2 separate regions of the Xenopus tropicalis genome follow, and region 1 is linked to region 2. Evidence: chromatin contacts called from public Hi-C data. All regions are on one chromosome and are shown on one strand. The core of a region is the stretch at or near the end of the contact, and the rest is flanking DNA. Distances in the headings are between cores, read along the strand shown. Region 1 has its middle 31 kb from the start of spef1. Region 2 has its middle 24 kb from the start of cdc25b.

Region 1 (2,700 bases), core at 174-2,673, 75 kb before region 2:
GATTCCAATAGTTTTGAATGGCAATGCTTTCTCTGTAAAATCGCTCGATAAAGGGTCTCATAGCAATTCGGCACGATAAGTGATTTAAGGTAGTATCGTCGGTTTAGGTACTGGTATAGGATCTGTTATCCGGAAACCCATTATCCAGAAAGCTCCGAATTACGGAAAGTCTGTCTCCCATAGACTCCATTTTAATAAAATAATTCCGATTTTTAAAAATGATTTCCTATTTCTATGTAATAATAAAACAGTACCTGTACTTGATCCCAACTAAGATATAATTACCCCTTATTGGGGGCAGAACAGCCCTATTGGGTTTATTTCATGGTTAAATGATTCCCTTTTCTCTGTAATAATAAAACAGTACCTGTACTTGATCCCAACTAAGATATAATTACCCCTTATTGGGGGCAGAACAGCCCTATTGGGTTTATTTAATGGTTAAATGATTCCCTTTTCTCTGTAATAATAAAACAGTACCTGTACTTGATCCCAACTAAGATATAATTACCCCTTATTGGGGGCAAAACAGCCCTATTGGGTTTATTTAATGGTTAAATTATCCCTGTATAACTCAGCCTGCAGCCTTGTGCCTTTATATGGGCACAGAACCCCTCAGTGACTGCTAATATCCTTATCATTTACAGTAGGGGGTACATTATTCCTTATAATACATGAGTGATACTCAGAGTTCCCTGTATAACTCAGCCTGCAGCCTTGTGCCTTTATATGGGCACAGAACCCCTCAGTGACTGCTAATATCCTTATCATTTACAGTAGGGGGTACATTATTCCTTATAATACATGAGTGATACTCAGAGTTCCCTGTATAACTCAGCCTGCAGCCTTGTGCCTTTATATGGGGGGCACAGAACCCCTCAGTGACTGCTAATATCCTTATCATTTACAGTAGGGGGTACATTATCCCTTATAATACATGAGTGATACTCAGAGTTCCCTGTATAACTCAGCCTGCAGCCTTGTGCCTTTATATGGGCACAGAACCCCTCAGTGACTGCTAATATCCTTATCATTTACAGTAGGGGGTACATTATCCCTTATAATACACGAGTGATAGTGACAGGTGTATATGCATGGGGGTCTGACTAATTGAATTTTAATAGCAAAACGTTCCTAGCACAGGTGTAGGGGTGCAGGGGCTAGTAAGAGTAGCTTATGGCTACTAGCCCTGCTCTTTGCTTCTCGTCAGACCGAGGGCTCAGGGGCGGGTAGGTGGGTGCCATACTGGGACGCTGTTGGGTCTGAGCCAGTAACCGCAGCAGATGGAGTCAGTGCAGAAAGCCCCTAATTGTTTTCAACTATCAGCCTCTTTGATGTAGAAAAGCCACAGATTTGCCCCCTGAGAGGGCCGCACCCAGCAGCTTTATCTGGCCCTTCAAACAGTGACAGCTGTAGAGCGCGGGGAGGACAATAATGAGAGATAAGGTTCTCTATTCAGCCTGCACATTCCATGGAGTCTAACCTGTAGGCATCCGAGGGACAGATGGCCGGCAAGCAGCAATAATGGGCCATAGAGACCCTCGGCCAAAGGTTCCTCCTCTCTGAGATTCCCTGCACAACTGTAACCCACACCGCTCAGAGATCATGCTGCAAATCCAGCCCAAATGAAGAAGTAATGAAGTGGTAGCATGGAGGGAGAGTCATGTGACTGCCTCTACTTCCTTTCTGTTGGGACAACAGCAGCCCAGCCTTGCTTTATGGCCCTAGGATGAAAGCAAGGTGAGATTTGCCATACAGGACCCCCAACCTCATTCCCTGATTTGCAGATTTTGCTCCCTAACTACTGATATATCATTATACGATCATTGGCCAGAAAAATGATGAATTTGCTACTGATAAGTTTGTCTCAATTGAGAAGACCTGGGCATCTAATGGGCAATTTGTCTAGCAGTCAATTAACCAATGGTGTGCCCATAGCTACAGGGCCGACATCAGAACTTTGAGGCCCCACACAAGTTATTTATACGGCCCCCCCATGAACACAAGCAGTACCAACATTTGGCCACGCCCCTTGTGTGTGCAATATAAACAGCTGATGTTACTCTATAATAAGCCGTTCATACAAAGAGTTCCATTGGATAATGTGCTAAAAATTCAGTTCATTGGGGGTCAGTAGAGTTTGTCCTGAGTTTAACCCCTTCCCACCTAACTGCCCCTGCGCTGTCATTGCTTGATATGGAAGTTAGGTACGTTTTTGCATAAGTTACATAAACGTGTAAGCATCGGGGCCCAATGATGTTGCTGTGGGGCCCAATAACCAGCTATTCCCCTGCTGGAAAGTTCATGATATAATTCAGTAAATGGATCCCAATACAAACAGCTGTCGTTACTCTGTAATAAGCAGCTCATATAAATAGTTAAAATTAATAATTAGTGAGCTAATAAGTCAGTAAAGTTATTGGGACACAGTGGGATTTACCTTAAGTTGTTTAACTCATTGTTGGTCAGTGGGTTCGTCCCTGAGAAGCTTCTCTGCGTTGTCTTTTGCTTGATACGCAAGTTACTTACGTTCTAGGCAAGTTACGCAGTTTTTTAAGCAGTATTTGCGGAAGTTACGCAATTATTATTATTATTATTAACATTTATTTATAAAGCGCCAACATATCCCGCAGCGCTGTACAATATGTGGGTTTCATACATTGGGCATACAGAGTAACATATAAAGTAACCAATATCCGA
Region 2 (2,700 bases), core at 12-2,511:
GGTCTTTGTGGCATGGGTGTAAGAACTCACTGCCCCAACAAGCTAAACAGTCAGCAGTTAGTCCCCCAAATAAGACATTGCTAATAGTGTTAAGGTCCCCATACACCTTAGACCAATTCGGCAGCTAATCGGCCCGTGTAGGGGCACTACAGACGGGCCTGCCCGAACGATATCTGGCCTGAAATCGGGCAGATCTTGGTCGGGCAGGTTAAAAAATCTAGTCGGATCGGGGACTGCATCGGCTCGTTGACTTTGCCTATACCCGCTATACCCGCTGAATTAGCCTGGATTCTCCCAATATTGCCCACCCGTAGGTGGGCACCTTTAGTGAAGATTGTTTTCCGGTGAGGGCCTAAAGGTGGTTCTTCTGAAAGCAAAAACTGTGAACGTTAAGGAAGAACTAGTAGGAGGCACCTAGTGGGTGGGTGACTTGTGTGGGTGTAGGGAGGCTGTGGGCATATATTGTTCTGCAGAATGTTCATTCACAAGCAGTAGATATTCCTTGGGAAGTGTCCACGTGAAAAGAAGCCATCAGCCTTAACTCTTTACAAAGTATTGCATTGCTCTATGTTGGTTAGATGGGTTAGCAGCCTCTAAAGAACCCAAGGAGATCAATTCAGCTCATGGCCCCAAATAGTGATTGTCGCCTAATCCTTACCGCAGGGACCCCAACCTTTCTTACTCGTGAGCCACAGTTAAATGTAAAAAAACTTGGAGAGCAACACAAGCATCATAAAAGTTCATGGAGGAGCCAAATAAGGGCTGTGATTGGCTATTAGGGGCCTCTATGCACCCTATCAGCTTACAGGGGGCTTTATTTGGTAGGAAATCTTGTTTTTATTCAACCAAAACTTGCCCCCAAGTCAGGAATTCAAAAATAACTCCCTGGTTTGGGGGCACTGAGAGCAACATCCAAGGGGTTGGGGAGCAACATGTTGCCCCTGAGCCACTGGTTGGGGATCACTGCCTTACAGTGTAGGGTGAAAAGGCCAAAAATGTAGGGTCATCAAACCACTCCTCTCTTCTCTACTCTTCATACCAGCTTTTTATGGTAAGTGGGAAAACCAGCTGCACGCACCCCCCACAATTCCATCTGCACCTTCACAGGTTTTTAAATGATAATCAGAACTTGCTGACGAGGGGCCCATATGTTTAGCATCACAATCGGAGCCTAATTGAGCACATGTGGACACCAAGGTCGTAGGTAGTTGATGGCGAGCTAATTTCCTCAGGTTTCAATGGGCCTAATTAGCCAACAGTGTTGGCGGACAACAAAAGCCAGGCTCAGCATTGGGCATGGGATAAAGGGACCGACCGCGGGTCTGCAGGGTCTAAGGGCCTCTCAACAGGGGAGGAAAAAACAGTTTGCAAAAGGAATTTAGCACCAAAACATAAAATCAGTGACCTTGGCAACCAGAAAGCAGACTGACTGTCAGCACATTTAGTGCCCCCAGTTTGGCTGTCAGTAGGATTATAGATTGTAAGCTCTTGTGGACAGGGCCCTCTGATGCTATTTCTATTCTGTAACCCTTAGTTGTTGGATTATTGTTAGTTATAAATAAATGTAAAGTGCTGAGTGATGATGGGGGCTGCAGGTTAAAGCTGGGGTGGAGGGGGGGGCAAAGGATGGACATTACTTGGATGAAACCCAAGACAAAACCATTACAGTGGAATAATAGGTTAGATGTAGTTTCACCTGTGGCACTTTCTAGTCAGGAGGGCATTCACAGGTTGGGGGTCAAAGCTAAATATCATCTCTGCTTTATCCCCAAACCGGCCCTGCTCTCCTATAAATCTTCCAGGATGACATAACCATTACTTGGTTGCTAGGGTCAGTGACCCCACTAACACCTTGATATTCCTGTTCATCTACTTTCATTATTACCGATGCCTTATTGATATCAGAATGCTTTCACCAGTGCTGCAGACAAACTACAGTGGCCTGGCAGGGACATGTGCAATCTACCCTCCGTACTACCAGACAATGGTACAGGTGCAAAACCAATATCTGCAGTGTTGGGGCAATTGTGGCCAACCAGGAAACTTCATTGCCGGCCTGGCCTGTGCCTTGAACATGCTGAGCCACTTCTGCCATTGGAAGGGCCATTTAGACACCCTGTCCAGGGCAAGTCGGGGGCTTTTATTGGCCAGTGTATGGCGACCTTAACTCAGGCTATTAACAAGTTGAGTGGGTGGAACTATGTCCTATGTCCCAGGGCAAGTATTTCTAGAGGGGCTAAATACACAGCTCTTTGTAGTCGACACTGTGCCAGCGTACGGGGGCTTGATGCCATCACAGCGGTTTATTTTCATCCCCCTGGGTATGTGGATGCAGTTATTGCCCCCCTTGAAGCTGGAATGCCCAGGGCCGCTTGTTTATAACGGAATGGAGGCTCGCTGTGCCCCAAACTATTCATGTCTTAACACAAGATCTTCCTTCCTCCCATAAAACAACAAACATCTCCGGCTAAAATAAGCACTTCAAAAGCCACAGAGAGAGGAGCTGCCCTTCCTGTTTTCTGCCGTCTCTCAGCCCAAAGCAATGGGGAACCATTAACTCCTTCACTCGCAATGTGGGTGGCACCGGGTGGCAGAGATAACACAGATATGAGGGTGCATTTACCATCCCTAGGGGCACGGTTGCACCAACTCCTTGCGCTGCCCCCAGTTTGCCTGTTGTGCCCACTGTGGTGCATGGCG

Evidence for each region. A called contact is a pair of places that touch in the nucleus more often than the background predicts.
Region 1: a Hi-C map of gastrula embryo shows a contact between it and region 2, with 2.0 times the contacts expected there. The contact joins two enhancer-like sites. A contact is called at or near these places in 2 of 5 Hi-C or Micro-C datasets (gastrula embryo and neurula embryo).

Annotation. Positions count from the first base shown.
Region 1 is chr1:15,626,799-15,629,498 of UCB_Xtro_10.0, reverse strand. No RefSeq gene overlaps it. Among named protein-coding and RNA genes, the nearest start is that of spef1, 31 kb to the left of the region's middle. Within about 2 kb of position 1,423, at least 5 of the 11 cell types and tissues checked have an H3K27ac peak or open chromatin away from gene starts, as enhancers often do. A contact at or near this core is called in gastrula embryo, where this site is marked.
Region 2 is chr1:15,551,907-15,554,606 of UCB_Xtro_10.0, reverse strand. No RefSeq gene overlaps it. Among named protein-coding and RNA genes, the nearest start is that of cdc25b, 24 kb to the left of the region's middle. Within about 2 kb of position 1,261, at least 1 of the 11 cell types and tissues checked has an H3K27ac peak or open chromatin away from gene starts, as enhancers often do. A contact at or near this core is called in gastrula embryo, where this site is marked.